Linked DNA regions of Macaca mulatta: regions 1, 2 and 3 are each linked to region 4. Evidence: chromatin contacts called from public Hi-C data. All regions are on one chromosome and are shown on one strand. The core of a region is the stretch at or near the end of the contact, and the rest is flanking DNA. Distances in the headings are between cores, read along the strand shown.

Region 1 (3,249 bases), core at 317-2,816, 140 kb before region 4:
TGGGGAGGGGGTCAGCAGTCCCTGATGTAGGGTCTGGCCCTATGGGGCTTAGCAGGTATTCTCCCCGTGTGTGGAGACGAGTGATTGTAAGAAATAAAGACACAAAACAAAGAGATAAAGAGAAAACAGCTGGGCCCCGGGGGACCACTACCACCAAGACATGGAGACCAGTAGTGGCCCCAAATGGTTGGGCGCACTGTTATTTATTGCACACAAAACAAGGGGGCAGGGTTAGGAGGGTGAATCGTCCAAGTGATTGATAAGGTCAAGCAAGTAACGTCATCATAGAACAGGGGGCCCTTCCCTACAGGTAGTCAAAGCAGAGAGGGAAGGCAGCGTACGTCAGCGTTTTCTTCTATGCACTTATCAGAAAGATCAAAGACTTCAAGGCTTTCACTATTTCTTCTACCGCTATCTTCTAAGAACGTCAAAGAGGAACCAGGAGTACGTGAGGAACATGAAAGTGGACAAGGAGCGTGACCATTAAAGCACAGCACTACAGGGAGGGGTTAGGCCTCCGGATGACTGCGGGCAGGCCTGGATAAGATCCAGCCTCCCACAAGAAACGGGTGGAGCAGAGCGTTCCCTGACTCCTCCAAGAAAAGGGAGACTCCCTTTCCCGGTCTGCTAAGTAACGGGTGCTCTCTTGGCAGGGGCGTCACCGCTTGACCAAGGAGCCTTCAAGCGGCCCTTACGCAGGTGGGACAGAGGGCTCACCTCTTGTATTCTCGGTCATTTCTCACAACATCCCTTCAGCACTTGACCATATACCCACCAGTTACATAATAATATTGATATTACTCTTAATAAAGGAGTGTAATATTAAAGAGTAATAAAGAGTAATATTAAAAGCTAATGATTAATGTCTATACTAATGATTGATAATGTCCATGATGATCTCTACATCTAATTTGTATTATAACTATTCTTATTGTAAGTATATTCTTTACTATACTGAAACAGTTTGTGCCTTCAGTCTCTTGCCTCAGCACCTGGGTCATCCTCCACCCACACCTCTGAGGGGCTGACCTGCGCCCCACCTTCTGGAAGCTGGGAGGTTGGAAGAGGGAAGGCATGCAATGGACCCAGCACACAGCTGGGAACTTGAGGCACACCTAAGCCTTCACTTGTGCTGTGCGGAGTCCACACTTCCTTCCCCACTGGAGTCTCAAAACCTCCCTCACTCAACAGGGAGGTGCTGCTCCAAGTTCTGGGCACACATTAGGGCTGGGGAGGGGGCGGTGGAGAGGGGGCTCCAGCCTGTCCATCCACCAGACAAGGGGGCACCTGCCCCTCTCTCAGCCTGGTCTGGACCCGCCTCCCAGGCTCTGGCTGCAATGCCTTTCTCTTTCTCTTTCTTTCTCTTTGCAATTCCGTTGGGTCCTGCCCAAGACAGATAAAGACAGAGCAGCCTGTCTTTGTCTGAGCTTCCTCTGCCAGTGGGAGGGGCCAGAAGAAAACCAGAAAGAGGGCCAGAGTCAGAGAAACGTAAAGCACCCCAGGGTCTCCCACACCAGTGCCTGAGCAGGAACGGGGAGGGGCCATGACTCACAAGGCCCTGGGAGGTCACTTTAAAGAGGGCTGCCCAACTGCAAGGACTCTGTAAACGGGAAGAGAAGCCACAGCACTTCAGAAAAGAGTGGGACTGGACAAGCGTATCTAAGAGGCCGAACATGAATCCACAGATCAGGTACCTCTGCCCGCTCTGTCTGCCAGGCCCCTCCTGCCCCTTCCTGCCTGGTGGTCCTGCTGGGTCTCAGCCCTGGCCTCCCCCTGCCCCAGCCCCACCTCTGGGCTCCCTCCCCTCTGTCTCCCCCGCCGCCGACACTCCCAGCCAGGCTCCTTGCCCTGCTGTGTGGTCGCCCCACTGCTGCTTCTGAATGGGCCACCTTCCCCACCTGCACCAGCCCAGGCCCCCTGCTGAGACTCTCCCCAGAAAGTCACCAGCGGGCTGGTGCTCCCCACCCTGGGAGGGTGCTCCCTCTGTGCGCTTCCCACCATTCCTGAGCTCTGGAACTGGGAGAATTGAACCAAAGGATGATTGGGTCAATCCGACATTTTGTTCTCAGCACTTTGATGAAATTTCTGTAAGATTTACTTTGTTTCAATATAAAGTCTTAGGAGAGGGTGTGGGGGAGGGAATGGTCTCTGTACCAGAAAATAAGGCATTTCTTCCAAAGATGCCACCAGTGTGAACAGAGGAGGATGCATATGACCCCAGACACAGGCTCCTCCTTCGTGAGCACCATTCCCCTTTTAAAATGACCCTGGTAACATGGAATGTAGAAAAAATATGATGATTAGGACAAATACCCTTATTTTACCCAGGGCACGGTGGCTTATGCCTGTAATCCTAGCACTTTGGGAGGCTAAGGCGGGTGGATCACTTGTGGTCAGGAGTTCGAGACCAGCCTGGCTAACATGGTGAAAGCCCGTCTCTACTGAAAATACAAAAAATTAGCCAGGCGTGGTGGCGGGCACCTGTAATCCCAGCTACTTGGGAGACTGAGGCAGGAAAATCCCTGAACCCGGGGGCCGGAGGTTGCAGTGAGCCGAGATTGTGCCACTGCACTCCAGCCTGGGGGACAGAGCGAGATGCCATCTTAAAAAAAATAAATAAATAAAGGTAGCCTTGGCCTGGGGAATTCGGTGTGATATCATCATCGGACAGGTGAAATGGGAGGAAGGAACTGAGCTGAAATGTTCAAGCAATTATTTCAGGGTGAAGAATTTTATTGTCTGTTGCATTTTCCTAATGGGTTGGGAGATGTGTGGCAGAAAAACTGGGAGGTTGAGGGTGTCCCATTGGTAGCCCCAGAGCTGGGGTTCCAGATGGGAGAGGTCACTGCAGCCCTGCTGCCCCTGCCAGCATCGCCTCCTCTTTCTCTCTCCCAGTCTTCCTGCCTGGGAAAGCAGCAGACATTCTCAGGACTGCGGAGGGATGGGGGAGGCCCAGAGCCCAGGGCCGTCTAGGGAGTGGTGTTCAGTGGGCATCAGCCCCCAGGACTCCGGCGGGGGGGGTCTCTGCATTGGGGTTTCTCTCTTGTGCCCTCAGAAACCCGATGAAGGCAATGGATCCAGGCACATTCTACTTCCAATTTAAAAACCTATGGGAAGCCAACAATCGGAACGAAACCTGGCTGTGCTTCACCGTGGAAGTTATAAAGCAGCACTCAACTGTCTCCTGGGAGACGGGCGTCTTCCGAAACCAGGTAGCACCAAAGTCTTAGTTGCACCCCAAATAGGAGC
Region 2 (3,196 bases), core at 589-3,088, 170 kb after region 4:
TCTCATTCAAAGTGCATTTATGTTCTTTAACTTAAAAAATATCAGGACCCTAGATAACCAAATACCTGTCCAGCTTCAATTCTCTTCTACAGAAACCTCTGGAGGCAGACAAGATTTGCTATTTATCTGGAAAATTCAAGTGTCCTAAATATAACTGGGACACAGAAATAGCTCTGAGCTCAGTTTAGAGTCAATATCAATTGTCTAACGTTAATGTCTCCATGGCTCAGCAACCAGTGCTGTTAGACATCTCTAAGTAGAAAACACACAGGTAAGTGGCCATTATTCAAGCTTTTAGGCGAAATGCACGTGAACAAGTAAAACATGAATGAGGCACTTCTTATTCCAGCCTCAGCAGCTCCAACCCCCCATACTAGTGTTACTTCTCTTTGCTAAGGCTCCTGGCAAATTTACTATGCTCTGAAAGCAATACCCCACTCCGCACCTAAAGCAAACAGTGCCGGCCATCTGTAGCCTTGGAATATTCCCGCACCTAAAGCGAACAGTGCCGGCCATCTGTAGCCTTGGAATATTAGTCTTGAGGTTGTCCGCTGTCACAGAAGTTCTGACAACCTGTAACTCCAGCTTAAAAAAAAAAGTCTGCCCTCTGCTAACAGCTTGACTCCATCTCTCCAGTTTCCCTCCCCCTCCACTCCTATCCCCCAACTTTCAGGAGGCCTGTACATACTAGATCCTGGCCTGTCGACTTCCCGCACGATGTGGGTCATGCCAGCCTTGTATCCCAGGAAGGCTGTGAGGTGGACCGGCTTAGACGGATCATCTTTAGGGAAGCTCTTAACCTTCCCGCGATGCCTGCTGCTGCGCTTCCGAGGCAGGAAGCCGAGCGACCCATGTCTGGGAGCCGAGAACTTTCTGTGAGACTGGGGGGGGGAAAAAATCACCGTCAGCACCAGACACCCAGCAAACCGAGTAAAAAGATAATTATCTCCTCCAGGCTCGCACATGTCAAGAATGTTTTTGTATTCAACAAAATTTAAGCTGAATCTAATTTCAAATCCTCTCAACCTGTAAGAAAACGAGCCATCCGTTTTTTTCTCTAACACCACACAAAAATACACTTAGTGACACTAAAAACTGCTCAACAGGCAGCTTTATGTGCCAATTAGCAAGGTTTTGACCACTAAAGAAAGGCACTCCAGGGACAAATAAATGCTGGGTAGCAACTAGCCAATACTACGCTATGGGCTGCCTCTAGCGCCCGGACACTAACTACACCGATACACGTAGGCCAGAGAACTCGGCAGAGCCAAATCAGAACATGACAATCAGCACACAGTTTCTGTCCGCCCGTCAATAAGTTCATCATCTGTGGCTTCTGGGAGCTCCAGAGGCCTTCGGAGTGCACAAGCGGTCCCAGATATTTCAAGAGGACTCCACAACATTCTCCTCCCGCAAGCTTCTTTACCTCCCAATGAGAACGGTGCCGAGAACCCCCACCCAAGGTCCTCCTATCCAGACAAGCTGCTTATGGGCCCTAATCCCAACTAATGATGGAGTTGGTGAGATCGAAACTCAGCAATGACTCATGGCTTTAAAAATGCCGGGCCTCCAAGCCTGCTCCCACCCTTACGGCCTGTCTCTGGCCGACCTGCAGGCCCAAAGCCAGTCCTCCAAGCGCTCTTCTCCACAAGCCTCTCGACTTTCCAGAAAATAGGCCTGACTGAGGCCCCCGCTGGGTCGCCTGTGCCCCTAGAGCAAGCCCCGGCGCCGGCCAAGCTGGGATGGCGGCGATGCGTCGCGGATTCAGCCGTGCCGACGCCGGTGACAATGAATCGGACGCCATTACAGTACATACCATCACGCCATCAAATCCCGCCGGTAGAGGTCGACTTGTTGTCGGTGTCCGCTATATAAAGTCAGATCTGGCTCCGCCCCTTCCGGCGTGCGAGCGCGCCCCCGCGGCAGACGTCGGGTCGGGGGGCACGTACCGAGCGCCATTTCTACGCATGCTCTTCCGCGCCTAACTTTCGTTCCGAGGTGGACGTCAGCTTCTGGGACCGAAATTAGACACTCTACGGCGAGGGGTCGGGTTCAAACTTAATGAAAAGCCACGGAGAAGCGGGCTGAGGGTTTGGTGTGCCACAACTCTACGGCGTCCGGCAGCAGCCAAATTTGATAATAATGAAGAAAAATGGCTGCGTCGCTTTTCTTCCTGTGATATGCAGCTATCTCTGGAATTGGCGAGGAAAGACTGAAACCCTTGTTTCCTGGCTCCGACGCTGGTTTTGCCGCGACACCAACTTGCCTTTAATACCTTTAATCTCGGGCATCCTTCCCTCAAGCCCTGTCTCTACCATTTCTCCCATGCTAATGCAGTGGCCTGCACTTGATTCTGAGAGTCTCAGGAGCGTCCCAAGCCTGCGGAACGGCCTCACGACCTCGGGTCATGCCGAGTCCAGCTGCCCAGCCTCCCTGAGCCCCACGCCTTCCAGACCTCTGCATCAACAAGGACTTTCGCTGATCTCCGCTTGGGCTCCAGGGTAACTCGGGTCCTGACCGTTTCCCTGCCTACAGGCTCCTCCCTTACGAATCTTTTTTTTTTTTTTTTTTTTTTTTTTTTTTGAGACGGAGTCTCGCTCTGTCGCGCAGGCTGGAGTACAGTGGCGCGATCTCGGCTCACTGCAACCTCCGCTTCCGGGGTCACGGTTCAAGCAATTCTCTTGCCTCAGCCTCCCGAGTAGCTGGGATTACAGGAATGCGTCCGGCTAAATTTTTTTTTTTTTTTTTTTTTTTGTATTTTTAGTAGAGACGGGATTTCACCATGTTGGCCAGGCTGGTCTTGAACTCCTGACCTCGTGATCCGCCCGCCTCGGCCTCCCAAAGTGCTGGGATTACAGGCGTGAGCCACCGCGCCCGGCCCCCTACAAATCTAAGAATCAAGTATCTCGTTACTTTACAAGGATCCCTCGTCGTTTCCTCGGAATTAAGCATCAACTTCAGCGGCCACGGAAGACGCTCTCCTAACCGTCTACTTCAGCCTCATGGCTGAACCCTAGCACACGCTCTCATATCACCTTCTGCTTCCTCCGTCCCACCCTGTCATCTTTTATTCTGGGCCTGGCCTTCGCTCCCACCGTGGTTTAAAAAACATTCTCTCGGCCATAATCCCAACAATTTGGGAGGCTGAGGCAGGCGGATCACCTGAGGTCAGGAGTTCTAAACCAGCCTGGCCAAC
Region 3 (3,210 bases), core at 454-2,953, 240 kb before region 4:
GTGCGTCGCTTGAGGGTGGGGTTTATAAAAATATGAAATTCTGGAAACCCACATTTCTTTCACTTCTGCTTCTCTTCTCCAAAAAAGAGTCCTCCCACAAAGTCACCAGCTGTCGGGTGGGAGGGGGCCCTGAGGCATGTGTAGCACTACAGCGAGACAGGTGGCCCAGTGAGTTCCACCTGCAGCCTTGCCTGCCACCTAGGGCCATCTTGCCCTTCCTTTCCCAGACTCTGTTTTTTCTTGTCAAAATAAAATAAAAACCCAAATCCTCCAAGATGGCTTCCTCTGGAAGTTCTTCCCTCCCTAGCAGAGGCTAATATGCTATGCTCTCACTCCCACATCCTCATCCTCCAGAAATGGCCGGGAGTGGGGGGAAACTAAGGCTCAGAGCCCTAAAGTTAGTGGCCCAGCCTGGGTGATAAATTCAAAGAGAAGTGATTTTGAGGTCAAATTCAAGTTGGATCCCCAAGAAAGGAGGGGAGCCATGAAGAACAAATCCTGAAAGACAGGGAACGGAGGAAGCTGGGGGCAGGGAGGCAGGTGGTCCCCCAATCCTCTCCTTGTGCCCTGACAGGAGGTGGGACCCCACTCACTCTCCCCCTGGGTTCCAACTCCCAGCACAGTCATAACAGCTCAAACAAATGCCCCCTTCCCATGGGCATCCCCCACCTTCCTCAGCCACCCCCTTTCCTGGAGCCCTAAAGGCACCCTCAGACTCTGGTTTCAACAGGGAAGATTATCCCCAGTCCCAGGACCCTCTTGTTGAAGGTGAAGCTGGCTGAGGCTTGCCATCAGGGGCTTCTGGGGGGGCTCACAACCACCCCCTGCCCAGCTGGGGCCCCTCTGGAAAGGCCCGCCCGCTTGGGCAGCCGCGTATCTGTCCCTCCCTTCCAGGCCCCGTGCTGTGCCGGGGCTGGGGGCCCGAGAAGGGGATGCTGCTGGGGCTGGGCCAGGTTACCTTCAGAAGGAAAGTTTTGGGTTTGGGTCCTCTCTTCTTGGGCCCATACAGCTCACGCTCCCTCTCCCTGCGGCCGAAAAACACCAGAGGTTAAAAAGAGCCCCTTCCCGGGCCCCACTCCGCGATGCCCTCCCCGGCTCTCCCGCTTCCCCGCGCGGCGCCCCAGCCGAGCCTCGGCCTCGCCGCCCCTGCCAGCTTCCCCAACAACTCACTTTTGCTCGAAGGCTGCAATGAGCCGCGAGTCCAGGATGTTCTCCTCGGGCTCCCAAGTGCTGTACCTGCAGAGTCACAAACGCTCAAAATCAGGATGAAGACATGAAGACCAGAGAGGGACAGGCACGCGGCGAGAGCAAGCGCGCGCACCCCCACCCCAGGCCCCGGTGCCCGCTGCCTCCCCCCCCGCGACGCCCCCGGACCCCGCGACACTCACTTGATCGCCCACCCCTTCCATTTCACCAGGTACTCGATGCGTCCCTGAAAAACAGAGGGGAGAAAAACGGGGGTGGGGGTGGGGAGGATGCGGGGACGCGAGGAGGCGGCGGCGCGGGGCTGGGCGAGGGAGCCGGGCTAGCGGGACCGCTTCGCCCCGAGGGCTCCCGGCCCCGGCTCCGGCTGCGGACAGCGGCGGCCCGCCCCGGGCGGCGGCTCACCTTTCGGATCCGCCGTTTGATGATGGATTCGGCCGCGAAGACCCGCTCGCCCACTGCAGACAGCTCCATCTTGCTCAGCGGCACCCACAGCCCATAATACTCCCTGCGCCCGCGGCCGGTGCGGCACCGCTCGCGCACGCGCCGCAGCGCCCAGGCCCCGGCGGGCGGGAGCGCGGCGGGGCGCGCGCTCGCGTTCCAGCTGCGGGCCGTCACGTGATCCTCGCGGCAGGCGCGCGGTTGCCAGGACCTCCCCCTCTCCCGGGGCGGTTGCTAGGGAAAGTCGGCGCTAGCGGGGCGGGGGCGCGCGCTGGCTCTTAAAGGAGCCGCGCCGGCGGAGGGAGCAGCTGCCGGCGGACCCGATGGGTACCCGGCTTGTGGGCACGCTGCGGCCTTACGCTTATAACCCCCTCCCCCATCTTGCTGGCGCCCGATCGCTGACACCCTCTCCTCGCCTCTTAATCCCCACGCGAGTCTCACCAGGCCCCGGGCGGAGAAGGGCTGTGGAGCCGGAGTCTCTCCGCCAACCCGCGTCTCCCGCAGTAGCCTGCAAACAGTTAAAAATGATGCAGCAGAAATGCAGTTGCTGTTGCCTTGCCAGGCCTTGCGGGAATTTCTTTAAAACATCGCCCCCCATCCATTATTTATGTATTCGTGGGAGTGTGGTTTTGTAACCAGTTCAGAAGAGTTAAAACAAAAACGCCACCGCAGGAAAGGGGTGTGCAGCGAATGGGGCCGAGGAAGGCCTGGGTGACCGTGGGCATCTGACTGCGGCCGGGGTCTCGGGCGACACCTGCCCTCGCCCGGGAGACCGGGGAGGACTCGGCGGGTCCGGTGTGGCAGTGAGGGAGGGAGAGGGACCGCGGGCAGGAACGGGTCTCCCTGCACCCCACCTTGGGCCCACAGCGGGTCATCATCTGGTTATTCGGCAGAAGCCGCCTTCGCGGTCATATCTGTGTTTTCCGATTCCCAGCACCCCTCCCGGCCCCCCGACCCGGCCGCGTCCCTCTCCCCGCCCGCAGCTGCGCGAAGCTTCCGCCATTGCTCTGGGGAGCCCAGACCCCAGCTTCCTACTTGGGGAGGGGCGGGGGATCGAGCTGGGGCTGTCCGGGAATGGACACGAAAAACAGCCCTGCCGCGCAAAACGCTCCACTTTTTAAATGTTGAAATTACTTGAACTTTATTTCCCATTATGTTAGTAGTCTTGTTCTTTGTAAAACAATTTTTAAAAATACAGATAAAAAAGCAACTGTCCATAACTCCCATAAAACCATTGTTAACATCTTCACCAATCTTCCAGCCTCTGCTTTATGCCTACATGAACTTACGTACACCTGTGTACGTCTGTGTATGTATATGTATGTATATACATACACATTGTCTGTAGATTTGATTTTTTAACAAAATGGGATCACGCTATTCACACTGTTCTGGAATCTGCTTTTCTCCCTTAATGCTATAAAGTGGACATCTTTCAGTGTCATTAAATACAGATTTCCCCATCCTTCCAGTGACCACCTTGGGGTTGAGATGGGGTTGGGAGGAATGGGGATTGTGAAGAGTCAGGGTTGTATCTTGTGAACATCAATGGCTCATTAGGAAAGA
Region 4 (3,197 bases), core at 589-3,088:
CTGAAGAAAGGAAATTAGTCGGGCATGGTGGCAGTTGTCTGTGGTCCCAGCTACACAGGAGGCTGAGGCAGGAGGATCGTTTGAGCCGGGGAGGTTGAGGCTGCAGTGAGCCATGTTCATGCCACTGCACTGCAGCCTGGGTGACAAGAGTGAGGTCTTGGTGCCAAAAACAAAAAAGTTTACAGTCCAACCCCATTCAGTGAGTGAAGCCCCTCCACTCCAGAACTTTACAACCAAAATATGATACCTCCTCATAGAGGCTTTCCCTGATGACCCTCTCCCATGCTGTCTCCACTGGCACCTTGCAGTTCCATTTCTGCAGAGCAAACAGCTCCATCTGAGGGCATCTGTCTGTATCTCCTCACTCACTGTGTGCCACCTCTGCAGAATGCCAGCTCCCTGAGGGAAGGGATGGATCCCTGGGGCTTAGACTGGTGCCTGGTACCTGACAGATCCTCAATAAATATTTTGAGTGACTGGCTGAAGGAATGATGGTCTCGCGCTCTTGTGCTACTCTGCGAGCTCCATCGTAGAGGGGGTTAGTGCTGTGCCTGCTTCAGGCTACACAGCACGAAAAGCACTGAGCTTTGTGGAATAAATTATCTTTTAAGTGGAGGAAACCCTAGGAAAAAGGAGAAGAAGGTGGAACAGCTGCCTCAATCAGAAGAGTAAAACCCCAAGTACAGCTAGAGGAAGAAAAGATGCTCTGACCACCTTGACCTTCACCCTTGGCCCAAGATGACAGGACTGAGTTTCCTCTATGGAGAAAGAAGATGGGCTGGCAATCAGCCCAGGTGAGCTCCTGCTCTACCTCTCTCTCTAACTCACTGGGTGACCTTGAGCAGGTCACTTCCTCTGCCTGGGCCTCAGTTTTTGTCTCTGTTAAATGGGAGTAGGTGACCCCCCTAAGGCCCCTCCCAGTCGGCCTGGAGCCTCCCAAAGGGCTGCAGGGAGGAGGAGACAAAGGGAGGACAGTAGTGAATACCAGGAGAGGAACTTCTCCCCAAGGATTTCCCCAGCCTTAGGCGGGGAAACAAGTGCACGGGAGGTGTAGACACCAGGCCGGGACAAAGTCCAGCCCCAAAGTGTGGGGTTCTGAAACCAGCAGAACAGACACCTCCTTAAATTGCAGGGTGTATGTTTTGAAGGAGAAGGCAGATGGGGTAGGAGACTAGGGGATGCCCTAGCGCAGGGGGCGGGCTTCAGAGCCCTGGACTGGGCTAGGAGTTGAGGTGGGGGTGGGGGCGGGAAAGAGGGATGTGCTTGGGTAGGGGTAGAGGGGGCGGGATCGGAAAAGGCCAAAGTCCAGCAGGAAAACTTCACAGGCTGGAGACTTTTCCAAAGCTGCACTTACAACTTGAAAGGACTTGGTGCCAAGCGTCCAGAGTCCCGAGTTCAAGACCCAGCTCTGACGCTAACGCGCTAGGCAAGTCCTTTCAACTTGGACCTCAGTCTCCCCATATTTATAATAAAAGGGGAGTGAGGCGGGATGGAGCTCAGGATCCCTATGTCCGATCCTAATCTCCAGCTCAGGCAGGCTCGGCCGGCACTAGCATCCCAGAGCGACAACTTTGATTCTACTCGCCCTACACGGTGGCAGGGAAACTGAGGCACGGGCTGGGGAGACGGGCCCAGCAGCGCAGGGCTGCCGGGGCCCCCGCGCCCCGCTTTCCCCTTCAGCCCCAGCGTGGAGGGAGCGGTGCTGGGAACGGGAGGGACCCCACCGGGGTCCTGGGAGCCGCCCCCGGGCAGCCTCACCTTCCGCACGCGCTTCTTCCGGATGCTCTCCACGGCGAACACCTGCTCGCCGATGGCTGACAGCTCCATGCGGGGCGGCGGGCGAGCGGGCCCGGGGCCGGGCCGGGCCGGGGGCGGAGCTGCGGGGCCGCGGCTGCGGCGCGCGATGCTAGGGCTGGCGGGGTCCCCGTCACCCTCGTCCGGGCGCGCACGCGCACGCGCACGCGCGCACACCCCCTCGCGCTCCCTCACGCCGCCGACGTTCCATTTTTGAACCTGCGCAACGTTTTCCTCGGCGCCAGCGAGCGAGCGCGCGCAAGGAGGGGGCGGGGCGGGAGCGCGCGGCCCGGCCGCGGGGCTCAGCTCGCGCCCTGCGGGTCAGCCCCGCCCCCAAGCCCCGCCCCCGCCTGAGCCCCACCCCCGAGATCCGCCCCCTCCGGGTTGCGATTGGGCCGCGAGCCGCGAGCGCGGCCGCGGGACTTATTTGGCTGGGGTCCCGGCTGGGGCGGGGCGGAGGCTCGCGAGCACCCTCTCGCTGTGGCGCCGCGGCGGACGTGATCCTTAATACCCAGGCGGGCGCCTCACAGCCTCCCGGCGACTGCCAGGGGCCAAAGTGGCAGGGCCCAGTGGAGCCGACGACAAAGTCGAGGCTCAGAGCGGGGAGGCCATTTGCCCATCTCTCGCAGCGGAGGAGACCGGGCCGAGGCGCAGCCCCTCGAGTTGCAGGAGACGCAGGACCCAAAAGGCTTCCCACCGTGTCCGGACGTCGCGGGGCCGAAGTCTCCCTCATCCGGCCTTGGCCGCGGCGCAGTTTGCCTGGTGTCCCCACGTCCGTCCACCGAGCCCTCCATCCGCCTTCCATTTGTCCATCCCCCCGACCCTCGATGGTCGGTACCGAGACGCGCGGGTCAGACGCGGGCGCTGCCTCGGGAGCTCCCGGGCCGGGCCCTCGTTCGCGGCAGGAGCGGCCGCCGTGGAGCTGAGGTCCCCAGGGGACGGATTTTGCCGCCGCGCTGCCCCAGCCTTCCCCAGCCCCGCGTGCACTGGGCGATCGGTGCGTAGTGGGGGCTCAGCCATTTGTGGCATGAGGTCCGAGACGAACTCTTGATTCCTCACCCCCCTTCCTTTTTCGCTAACGCGTCTCCATTCCTCGCTGGGAGCCCGGAGTCGTCCCTGCTCCTTCCTGCACTGACCCCAACTCCTGTCGCTCCAGCCTCCCCTCGGGGACTCGGGTCTGCCTGCCCTCACTGCACCCACCGCCCGAGTTCGCCCCGTCTTTTCTCTGGACCACAGCAGAGACCTCGCGGAGCTGCCGTCTCTCCGATCTTAGTGCCAGAGTGTGCTTCTCCAATGCAGATCTGACGGGGTCACCCTGTGCTTAAAAATTTTCCTCCTATTCCCCTCAGAATAAAATCCAACACCTCTTTCTGGCACACAGAAAAAGAGAGTAATAGATTCAC

What was found. A called contact is a pair of places that touch in the nucleus more often than the background predicts.
Region 1: a contact with region 4 is called in a Hi-C map of blood, with 3 times the contacts expected there. The contact joins the promoter of APOBEC3C here to the promoter of CBX7 in region 4. A contact is called at or near these places in 2 of 14 Hi-C or Micro-C datasets (blood and cortical neurons).
Region 2: a contact with region 4 is called in a Hi-C map of cortical neurons, with 4 times the contacts expected there. The contact joins the promoter of RPL3 here to the promoter of CBX7 in region 4. A contact is called at or near these places in 9 of 14 Hi-C or Micro-C datasets (CD4 T cells, blood, cortical neurons and 5 more).
Region 3: a contact with region 4 is called in a Hi-C map of fetal cortex germinal zone, with 4 times the contacts expected there. The contact joins the promoter of CBX6 here to the promoter of CBX7 in region 4. A contact is called at or near these places in 6 of 14 Hi-C or Micro-C datasets (CD4 T cells, blood, cortical neurons and 3 more).

Annotation. Positions count from the first base shown.
Region 1 is chr10:12,546,173-12,549,421 of T2T-MMU8v2.0, reverse strand. It overlaps APOBEC3C (apolipoprotein B mRNA editing enzyme catalytic subunit 3C), which reads left to right and starts at 1,566. Exons shown (of 4, transcript NM_001114359.2): 1 at 1,566-1,690; 2 at 3,056-3,212. The coding sequence starts at 1,674. LOC144331706 (a long non-coding RNA gene) reads right to left here. Exons shown (of 3, transcript XR_013399075.1): 3 at 116-2,412.
Region 2 is chr10:12,240,252-12,243,447 of T2T-MMU8v2.0, reverse strand. It overlaps RPL3 (ribosomal protein L3), which reads right to left and starts at 1,838. Exons shown (of 10, transcript NM_001193554.1): 1 at 1,817-1,838; 2 at 689-881. The coding sequence starts at 1,819. It overlaps LOC114670668 (small nucleolar RNA SNORD43), which reads right to left and starts at 1,332; the gene lies at 1,269-1,332.
Region 3 is chr10:12,649,983-12,653,192 of T2T-MMU8v2.0, reverse strand. It overlaps CBX6 (chromobox 6), which reads right to left and starts at 1,703. Exons shown (of 5, transcript XM_015150377.3): 1 at 1,609-1,703; 2 at 1,389-1,432; 3 at 1,171-1,236; 4 at 959-1,025. The coding sequence starts at 1,677.
Region 4 is chr10:12,407,844-12,411,040 of T2T-MMU8v2.0, reverse strand. It overlaps CBX7 (chromobox 7), which reads right to left and starts at 1,838. Exons shown (of 6, transcript NM_001260773.1): 1 at 1,759-1,838. The coding sequence starts at 1,827. The region is part of intron 1 of LOC144331700 (a long non-coding RNA gene); the gene reads left to right.